Linked DNA regions of Pan troglodytes: region 1 is linked to region 2. A link is a contact called in public Hi-C data. All regions are on one chromosome and are shown on one strand. Each heading gives the region's core, a stretch centred on a gene start, on an enhancer-like site or on the middle of the called end of the contact. The rest is flanking DNA. Distances are from core to core; before and after follow the strand shown. Region 1 overlaps ATG7 (autophagy related 7). Region 2 overlaps ATG7 (autophagy related 7).

Region 1 (5,419 bases), core at 872-3,371, 180 kb after region 2:
AGCCCTGAGCATCTTTGTAGGGGGAGTGGGGAAGATATGGGGGATGGAATGCCTCTGGAGGTGGCATGCCAGCCCACACGTGTGCACAGGCCTGGTCTGCTGCCCCCTCCCTGGATGTGCCTTTAATCAGCTGCACAGGCCACAGTTAGATGGCGGCGTCCTCCAACCGACCCCACGGTGCGGGAGCAGCCCCACCCTGCCAACATGAAGCCTGTCGTTTTCTCCTTTTAATCTCCTCATCCCTGGCTGCCTGATGTTCCTTGTGTAAGTCACGCTTTACATCTTACCAGCTGCCTTGGCCATGACTGTCTTTGTAGTAGAACCTTAACCTTGTTCCTGGAACCCCGGAGCAGTGGGTGTCATGGGGCAGTGCACGTGCTCTCTCGACTGGCAGCAGGGGGCTGGGGTTGGAAAGGCTGGGAGAACTCCTCCCTCAGAAGACTCTAGAAGTAGCCCCCACAGTTCTGTTGCCTTCTTGCTCCCATCTTCCCCCCTGCCTCAGCCCTCAGCTGCCTGTGTCTGGAGAGCTGAGTTTGGGGCAATGGTTCCCTGAGAAGAGGGGTTTCGTCTTAATTCCTCTGCCAAGTCTGGTGCCCAGGCTCGAGGAGGCAGTGAGTGCTTAGAGTACAAGAGTGGGAAGGCAGGCGGGTGTCTTTCCAAAGGGAGGCACCGGGGTGGTGTGTCAGGAGGAGCACAAGGCTAGCCGCGGTGGCTCATGCCTGCATTCCCAGTGCTTTGGGAGACTGAGGTGGGCGGATCACCTGAGGTCAGGAGTTGGAGACCAGCCTGGCCAACATGGTGAAACCCCATCTCTACTAAAAATACCAAAAAATTAGCTAGGCGTGGTGGCGCACGCCTGTTATCCCGGCTACTCAGGAGGCTGAGGCACGAGAATTGCTTGAACCGCAGACCTCTGGGGACGGGAGGGGGAAGACCCGTTTCATCTCTGCTGAAGGATGGCGACAGGCTGGGGATGGAGGGTGGGCAAGGGCAAGGGCTGGGGCTGCTGGCAGCAGACATCAAGGGCACCCAAGTCCCTACAGGGCATGAACCATCAGCCCCAGGCTGGCCTCACCATCTGCTCTGGCCTTCCCTGCTTTGTGCAGTCTGCCCGCTCCCTTCCCTCTTGGTTCACTCCTTCAGGCTGCTCATCTGCCTGCACCAGCAGTCTGAAGCAGTCACGCCGGCCATCCTTGGCCCAGGGGTGAAGGGATCTGGGAGCTTTTGCTTCTGGATTCATTGTGAGAGTAGGCAGGGCTAATTCTGAGTTGCCCCAGGTCCCCATGCTGTGATGGGGCTCCGGGCAGGAATCTGGGAGCCAGGAAGTCAGACCCTGGGCCTTCACCCGGCAGCACTTCCCTGTGGCCCTCTCCAGGGCCCAGGTATGGCTGCAAAAGCAGACCTGGGTCCAGCAAGGGAAATAGTTAACCCGTGAGGCCCCCCATCTGCAGAGCCCCACAGCTACTGCCTTGCAGAGCACCCTTTTTCTGACCAGCCCCGATCCTGCCTGGGGCCTCTTAGAGTCCAGAAGCAAGAAGTACCCACCGCTGTGCGTCCCTGTGGCCTCTGGCCCAGAGCCAACCCACAGTGAGGCCAGGAAGGGGAATGAGGGCGTCAGTGGCCTGGGACCCAGACTTCCCTCAGAAAGCTGGCCTGCTGCCCCAGCTGCTCCCGCCTGGGGATGCCCACAGTGCTTGCCCCCGCCCACCCCCGTCCTTCTGGGCCCTGGAGTCCAAGGGCCTGAGGTGCTGGAGTCCTCAGAAGCCAGCTGGGCCGAGGGGCCCACCCTTGACTGTGTGTGTCTCAGGTATTATGGTCACACCAAAAATCCCCCTTTCTTTTCTGCCCTGTGGAATCATATCCAGAACAGATGGTTCTGAATCATTGTTCCTGCAAAGCCTCTCTACTAGGCCAGGCTCTGAGCCGGGGCTGGGGACACAGTGGTGACCAGACAGACCAGGCCCTACCCTCACGCAGCACGCAGTCCCCTGGGGAAGTCAGACAGATGCACAGACTACAAGGTGACAGCAAATTATGGTGGGGTCGCAGGAGGAACCAAGAGGGCTGAGAATAAGGTAGGCCAGCGGGGAAGTCGCTGCAGACCCAGCGGAGCCAGCTGTGCGGGAGGGGCTGCTGAGAGGAGCTTTCTAAGCCAAAGAAGCCTGTGAAAAGGCTGAGCAAGGGGAGAGCCAGGAGGCGGCGGCCGCTGGAATCTGGTGGGCCAGAGAGAGGGTGCCGGGGTGGGGAGCTTGGAGGGGTGCGCAGGGCCAGGGCTGGGGGCCTAGGGCCCTGAAGAGTTTGGACTTCACTCTCCCTCTATGCAAGGGGAAGATTTTGAAGGCTGTAAAACTTGGGAAAGACGATGGGATTGTTTTTTTGAGAAACTCAGTCTGATGCCCTGTGGGTGGAACAGTGCCAGAGGCTTATGGACACCCCAGAAGAACCAGGGTGACGGATACCTGTGGGGACAACAGATCCTTCTCTTGTGGGCATCGAGAGCCTGCGCAGTGACCCTGGAGCGAGCCCTGCCTCCCATCCTCGGCTCCCGGCTGGGGAGTCTCCACGGCCTGCAGCCGCTCCTTCCTCTCGGCTCTTTCCTGCCCCTGCCAGGCCACCTCCCTGTCTCTTCTTGTCCATAAACCTGACCTAGGACTTCACGGACCAAGCCCTAGCCCACAGCCTTCTGGCCTTGGGAGCCCCGCCAGCCCTGTCCCCTCTCTGGGCCTCGGGGCTGTGCTTGGGCTCCGTGTCCCGAGCAGCCCTGCCAGGCCTAGCTCTCCTGGGCGTGTGTCTCTCTGTTGTCAGCCCCCCTGGCGGTTCTTCCTTGGAATCATCTTCTGGATGTCCCCTTTCCTTTTTCTCCTCTAGTCCCTGTAGCCACCCCCTGGCAGTGCTCAGTAAGGGCTAGCAAACTAGCAGCCTCTTGCAGAAGAAGTGGGGGTTAGCACCCCCATTGTTTCCCGGAGGCATTTTGGGAGGCCAAGCCAGAGGATTGCTTAAGCCTAGGAGTTTAAGACCAGCCTGGGCAACATAGGGAGACCCCATCTCCACAAAATATAAAAAAATTAGCTGGGTGTGGTGGCATATGCCTGTAGTCCCAACTACTAAGGAGGCTGAGGTAGGAGGATTGCTTGAGTCTGGGAGGTCAAGGCTGCAGTGAGCTATGATGGCACCACACTCCAGCCTGGGTGACAGAGTGAGGCCCTGTCTCAACAAGATGGAGTCCTGCTCTGTCCCCCAGGCTGGAGTGCAGTGGCGTGATCTCGGCTCACTGCAACCTCTTCCTCCCGGGTTCAAGCAATTTTCCTGCCTCAGCCTCCCGAGTAGCTGGGATTACAAGCACATGCCACCATGCCCAGCTAAGTTTTGTATTTTTAGTAGAGAGGGGGTTTTGCCATGTTGGCCAAGCTGGTCTCGAACTCCTGACCTCAGGTGATCCGCCTGACTTGGCTTCCCAAAATGTTGGGATTACAGGCGTGAGCCACTGCGCCCAGCCTTATTTTAAATGTTTACATTTAACAAATGAACGCTTTTAACGGACACACAGAAATATAATTGTGCCATTCCCAAGGTAATTACAGTGTTTATAAAAGAAGAACCTTAGTTCATGGCATGCTTCAGGCAGTGTGGTCCAGAAATGGGACCCAAGTTTGAAATTGGATGATGAGGGCTCCTTTCAAACTCGTCTGTCTCCTTTGGAGAGAGTTAAACCTCAAGGCCCTTTGGGTGTGTGTGGTCCAGGCTGAGCCTTCTCCCTCATTCCTTGTGATGGGCCCAATTGAAAGGTCCCTCTTCCCCTAATGCAGAGTGGCAGCCCGTCCCTGCCCTCTTCCATTGCAGGGCAGCGGCCAGTGGGGAGCGCTGAGGTGCTCAGGTCAGGCTGACCAGAGGGGCTGAGCCCACCCTTGCCAGCGGAGAGCAGCACAGGCTGATGCCATCCTCTCCCTAACTGTCCAAGCCATGGGCTCTGCCTTCCGAACTGGGTCATACCAAGGTGGGGACTTGGGAGCCAGGTCAGGAGCTGGCCTGTCCTTTCGGCTGCCCAGGTTTATTCATGGTGCTGGTGGGTGTGTGCTGTTGCTCTTGGGCACCTATTGTGCATTTGCGTGACAGGCAGTGAATGGAAGAGTGTCTGGGGCCCAGAGGGCAGAATCAGAGACTGTCCTTAATCGTCTTTAGAGGGAATTATGTTTAACAGGAAGTAGTGAGAGAAAGTGGAAAAGGCCTCTTCCTTCGCCCTTGCTAGCTTGGTCTCCTTGACAAGTTCTGCTGTTTTCTTTGTGCTTCAGTCCCCTACTTTGTAAAATGGGGGCAAACATGTGACACCATTGTCCTCAGGGCTGCCGGGAAGAGAGTGGAGGCAGGGGTTTGAGTGACATTCCCCTGTGTGGACAGACCACGTTTCATTTATTCATCAGTTGGTGGAAACTGGATTGTTTCCACTCGTTTCCTATTATGAATTCCACGTTTAACTTTTATGAATACTTTCCTATGAATACTACTGTGTTTGTGTACAAGTTTTTATGTGGACACGTTGTCGTTTCTCTTGGGCAGTTACCTAGGACTGGAATTGTACCATATGGTAACTGTGTTTAATTTTTGGGGTGAACTGCCAGCTGTTTTTTATGAGGTGGCTGAACCATTTCACATTTCCAGCAGCAACGTATGAAGGTTCTAGTTTGTCCACATCCTTGTCAACACTTACTATGATCTGGCTTTTTCACTGCAGCCATCCTAGTGGGTGTGAAGTGGTAGCTTATGGTTTTGATTCACATTTTCCTGATGACTAATTATGTTTGAGTATCATTTCATGTGCTTCTTAGCAATTTGTGTCTTTTTCTGGAGAAATGTCTATCCAACATCTTTGCCCCTTTTTTTGTTTTGTTTTGTTTTTGAAACAGGGTCTTGCTGGAGTGTAAGTGGCATGGTCATGGCTCACTGTAGCCTTGACCTCCTGGGCTCAAGGGATCCTCCCGCCTCAGCCTCCAGAGTAGCTGGGACTATAGATGTGCACCACCACACCCAACTAGTTTTTAAATTTTTTTGGTAGAGACAGGATTTCCCTATGTTTTCCAGGCTGGTCTTGAACTCCTGGGCTCAAGTGACCTTCCCACCTTGGCCTCCCAAAGTGCTGAAATTACAGGCATGAGCCACCACGCTTGGACTTTTGCCACATTTTTAAATTGTGTTTTCTTTTTATTATTGCGTTGTAAATGGCCTTTATATTTTTTCTTTAATTTCTTAAAGATGGGGTCTCACTATGTTGCCCAGGCTGGTCTCAAACTCCTGTCTTTATATATTCTAGATACAAGTCTCTTATCAGATACATGATGTGCAATTATTTTCTCTCATTCTGTGGCTATCTTTTCTCTTTCTTAATAGTGTCCTTGGAAGCACAAAAATTTTAAATTTTGATTAC
Region 2 (5,092 bases), core at 2,513-5,012:
GCGTGAGCCATTGCACCCGGCCTCCTTTAATCTTCATAGCAAACATATTAGGAAAGAACTATTATTATTAGTCGCAGTTTTGATGGGGAAATCAAGGCATAGTGAGGATAAGTAAGTGGCCAAATTTACATAGTAAATGGAAAAGCCAGGGTTTAGTTCAACCAGTGTGGCTCCAAACTATGTTTAATGACTTTGTTATGCTGTTTGCAATACAGGCAGCAGAAAATCGAGTTTTTGAAAGATTTATTTTTCCAGTTCTCAGAAAGTCAATATGCAAATTAACATGAATATTCTATTTCTTGTGTGACTCAAAGCTTTCCTCAGCAGTTGAAAATTGTGGTTGTATATGTAACTAGTATGGGTACTCTGAGATAAATGAAAAGCGGGGCTTTTTTGTCTTCCTCTTTGTCATCCACCTTAGCTATCTGTCATTTAAGTTTATTGCCACCCTCTGACAGGAAGTATTTGGGATAAAATCTTTGAGAGCTGACTTTATGCTTCCTTGACACTGAGCCTCTGTCTCCCACATTTGCCCTGGTCATAGTTTGAACACCAGGTCCTGTGTCACATCTTTTTGGTGCCACAAGTATCACTCCATTGTTCAGAGAGTAGTGTATTAGTTCTGCCCAATTCATTCTTCACTTTTATTTCTTCCATTTCATTAGCATTTATATCAGCTCAAGAAGTTAAGGTTAGAAAATTTTCCACTTCAAATTTTCAGTACAGAAATGTGCTGTGATGTTTGACAAGACTATCTCATAGTAAGTGAGTTAATGTTTATTGGCCTCTGATATGCCGAACATTGCACTCGGCAGTTGATGTAGTAGATTCCTCATTTATTAATCAGAGCTACCTCATTCCTACTTTATAGATGATGGATCTGAAGCACAGAAAAGTTAAGCAACTTGCCTATGGTCACAAGCTCAGGTCTTTCTGACTCCAAACCATGCATGTTTAAATTACTCTTCTTGCCCTTTGTCCCAGGGAAATTAGTTTTTTGCTAACTTACACTGCCCAGCAAGGGGCATTTTAGTTATCCTTATGAATCTTATGTAGACTTCTGCTAGATCATCCTCCCATGTGTTAAACTTGGATTAAATGAGCAGCTCTGATTGTTTCCTGTCCTCAGGGGCTATGCCATTGCCAGCAGCAGTGACGATCGGATGAATGAGCCTCCAACCTCTCTTGGGCTTGTGCCTCACCAGGTTAGTGATTTGGAAGTGAAATCACAATTCTTTTGGTGCAGGGGCATGTGGGGTCTCTTTGCCATTCCATCTGCCCAGCCCACTTCATATCCACCCCACTTACCCTGCAGCTGGGATTTCAATGGGAGAGCTTTCTGACCACCTGGAAGGTATTCCATTCTGCGGGATAGTGATGGGAGGAAATCACGAACGAGAAGCATTGCCCAGAGTCTTTGATGCGTTTTGTAAACTGACTAGAGGCCTCATAATGCAATAGGAACAGAAAAAACAGGCTTTGGAATCAGTCATACAATGGTTTAAATCCCAGCCCTGCCGTTATAAAGATGGCCTTCTTTGGCCAAGTCACTAAACTTCTCTGAGGCTTAGTTTTCTTATCTGTAACATAGAGAAGGTAATACTGACATCACCTGGTAGTTGTATGGATTATGGATGGTTGCTAGAAAGGGCTCAGCAACAGTGTATATCATAGGCCCTCAACAAACAATGCCTGCTGTTTCTTTACTGTTGTTTGTTATTATTATTGACTCTGAACCCAAATAGAAAACCTTTATAGGCAGGCATGAGAAAAACATTAGAAGCATGCAGGGTCACCAAAAAGTGGGGTGTCTTTTCAGAAAAAGAATCCAAAGCATCATGAGGAAGTTCCATCCCTTAGGGAGTAAAAAGAAAAAGGCAGTGGGATGATCTTTTAGAATTCATGTTGCCTCTTCAGTCATTTTCATTACTATATTTTTGGGAGATTGAAGAGGTTTTCCAGTCTTATTTGGAAATCATTTTTTTTAGATTCCATGTATGTATCCTCTCCTGTAATGTGACTGCTGTTCCCATCAGTGAAATCGTGATGGTGCCCACCAGTCCTATCTGGAGATTTGCAAGGACAGACTCAGACGAGTGCAAAGAGCAGAGTGACTCAGCTCACGCTTGTCTCTCTCTTCCTCCTTGCCACCCACCTTCTGCCAGCTAGGGCGGCACTGTCATATTCAGTTTAGGATGAGAATCAGAAGAGGGGAAACGACTTCTTCATGGTCACAGAGACTTAGTGGATGAGCCACAATCCATACCTAAACTTGGCAGTCTGACAAATGTTCTTTCAAAGGTCTTGTGAGTTGAAAGATCCGTGGCCTGCATGTTGGGAGATTTTGCTTCCTGTTGGTACCCCAGCCCCCTTGCACAAAACCACCCATAATAGAACTTGTGGGCCGGGCGCGGTGACTCATGCCTGTAATTCCAGCACTTTGGGAGGCCGAGGCGGGTGGATCACGAGGAGAGGAGTTTGAGACCAGCCTGACCAACATGGTGAAACCCTGTCTCTACTAAAAATACAAAAATTAGCTGAGCGTGATAGTGTGCACCTGTAATCCCAGCTACTCAGGAGGCTGAGGCAGGAGAATCGCTTGAACCCGGGAGGTGGAGGGTTGCAGTGAGCTAAGATTGCGCCATTGCACTGTGGCCTGGGCGACAGAGCGAGACTCCATCTCAAAAAAAAAAAAAAAAAAAAAAAAAATAGAACTTGTAGAGTTCACTTAGCCTCCCAGAGTCTCAGTTTCCAAATCAAGAAAAGCAGGTGCTTTACTTTGTGTCCAGGATTACATCTGACACGGCCTTGAAAACCACAAAACACTATGAAAATGTGCCCCCCTCTGTCCCCCACACACAAGGTGGCATTTTTTTTTTGACATGCATGTGTTAATCTTTTCTACAGAGACATTTCACGTAGGACCCAAAAGACGCGGTAATAACCATCTATCATAAGGAAGCTGATCTCCAGAGCCGACCTCTGCTATTTATGCTGTCGTATCTCATTTGAATCTTTCCCAAGTCTCCCCCCTTCTTCTGACCTTGAGATGTGCCCTCATCTCCTTTACAGACTTTATACTGAGAAGGGCCTTAATTAAATTTTCAGTCATGCCCCTGCACTGGTTTCCTTCTTTAAGTCCGTTATGTTAAATTACTGCAGTTGTAGTTTTCTCAGTGCTGAGGCCAGAGGGCAAAACAGTCTCTTTATAGAAGGGGCCCAGTGTCAAAATGCATGTGTCCATGTTTTTAAAGTACTATGGCAACTAATCCCTCTCAGTGTTATTTATCCCCATTGAGCCTCACAATTGTTTGTCATTCACCAACTCTTCTAGTTCTTTCTCCTCGTTTTCAAATGTCTGAAGGATTATTTTGGTTGTTGGCCATCTCTTCATTTGCCCTTTTCAAAGACTGAAGAATAACGCAGCCATATATGGGAAAAGCCCGTGTGTGTGTGTGTGTGTGTGTGTGTGTGTGTGTGTGTGTGTTGCTTACATTGTTTCAAGTTTCAAGCCTTTATTTTTAGCTACTTTCTAAAAAAGAAAGTGGAGAAAGAACTTTAAAAATTAATCAGGGTTGTGTGGTCCCCATTTATAGGCTTTAAACAACTTTTTTTTCCCCCCTAAGTGGAGTGAGTACATTTATGCAACCATGTTTTGATTAGGGGAACATCGTTTCCACGTTTCCACAAAAACACTGGGCTGTGTTGCAATGCCCTGTTGCAAACTCAGCACTTCCCTCCTCCTCTTCCTGGCTCCTAGAGACAAATGATTTCCTGTTGGAGAGGAACTTGGTAAACTCCTTTGTGTACTTTGTATGCAAAGAAGACCAGTGAAGTTTACTGGGCTCATTTTTCTCAGTTCCCAAGAGGAGAAGTTTTATTAATTGGCCCCTGCGGAAGAGATGTAGTAGAAAAGTGATAGTCCTTGGACTGAGAATCACAAGGCCCCCCACCAGCAACTCATTGTGTAATTTGGAGAAAGTTCCTTAACTTTTCCTGTGCTCTCTGGGTCTCTGCTCTCCTCTGTGTCAGACCTAGGAGGCCTGAGGATTACTTAGTTGTTCTGTCTCTGGGTCCACAGGCAGAATTTGGCCCATCCAAAGACTGGCCAAGTGCCAAAAAAAGGCCTGATTAGGCCCTGAAATTCAGTGAAATTCTGCCTGAAGAAACCTCTTACTGAATTTGAAAACCATAAACCATTTCAGGTGAGCTTATGGGTTTGTTTTGGGTTTTTTTTTTTTTTTTTTAAGTCTCTGGCCCAATGTACGTGGATTAGATTCTGCAAGCAGGCAGCAGTAAGTATAAGCTAATTTCTGTCTATAAAAAGAATGATTTTAAAAAAAATCATTTTGTTGATGTGTGGAATAGAGATTATCACACACATCATTAAGTGGTAATGTGATGAATGATCACAAAACGAACAGTCTTATACCCAGCACACAGATCAGAACAAAGTAACTATCAAGCACCTTCAATGCCCCCCTCATGCCTTTTCGGATTATTATTGCATCCTTCCTATAGAGAGGTAAGCACCTCTTGATTATCAGCACCATGGGAGATGTTTGTCTGATTTTGAACTTCTGTAAATGAAATCATATAGTATATACTCTTTGGAATCTGTTGTCTTTTGTAGAGGGAACTTTTTCATTATAAATCTTATAGTAGTGTTGTTCCTTCTTCCCATCAACAGTGTTCTTTTACTTAAAAAAAAAAAAAAAGAAGAAGAAGAAGAAAGAAAGAAACACTGATTTTTCCCGGCTGGTGGCTGAGCTCTGCAAGGCCAGATCCTTTTTCTGGTTCTTTGGTAGGAGGCACAGTTCAGGATTTATAAAATGTACAGGCCACTCTTGATATCTCCAGGAAGTTGGTTTGCTGGCTGGCGAGAGATCCTGGATGTGACAGAAATTAACAGGCTGTTGGCCTGCTAATTCTTTGGCTGTACCTCCTCAAAGGATGATAATGAGGTGACAAGGCTAGGCACAGTGGCTCACCCCTGTAATCCCAGCACTTTGGGAGGCTGAGGTGGGAGAATTGCTTGAGCCCAGGGGTTCAAGACCAGCCTGAGTAACATAGGGAGACCCCGTCTCTACAA

What was found. Hi-C and Micro-C count contacts between places; a contact is called where the count stands out from the background.
Region 1: a contact with region 2 is called in a Hi-C map of induced pluripotent stem cells, with 2.3 times the contacts expected there. The contact joins two enhancer-like sites. A contact is called at or near these places in 2 of 7 Hi-C or Micro-C datasets (induced pluripotent stem cells and stem cell-derived neural progenitor cells) and 1 of 1 other capture datasets (stem cell-derived neural stem cells).

What each region holds. Positions count from the first base shown.
Region 1 is chr2:15,560,125-15,565,543 of NHGRI_mPanTro3-v2.0_pri, forward strand. The region is part of intron 18 of ATG7 (autophagy related 7); the gene reads left to right. Among named protein-coding and RNA genes, the nearest start is that of VGLL4, 180 kb to the right of the region's middle. Within about 2 kb of position 2,122, at least 2 of the 24 cell types and tissues checked have an H3K27ac peak or open chromatin away from gene starts, as enhancers often do. A contact at or near this core is called in induced pluripotent stem cells and stem cell-derived neural stem cells, where this site is marked.
Region 2 is chr2:15,383,034-15,388,125 of NHGRI_mPanTro3-v2.0_pri, forward strand. ATG7 (autophagy related 7) reads left to right here. Exons shown (of 19, transcript XM_016940476.4): 16 at 1,130-1,205. Among named protein-coding and RNA genes, the nearest start is that of ATG7, 94 kb to the left of the region's middle. Within about 2 kb of position 3,763, at least 8 of the 24 cell types and tissues checked have an H3K27ac peak or open chromatin away from gene starts, as enhancers often do. A contact at or near this core is called in induced pluripotent stem cells and stem cell-derived neural stem cells, where this site is marked.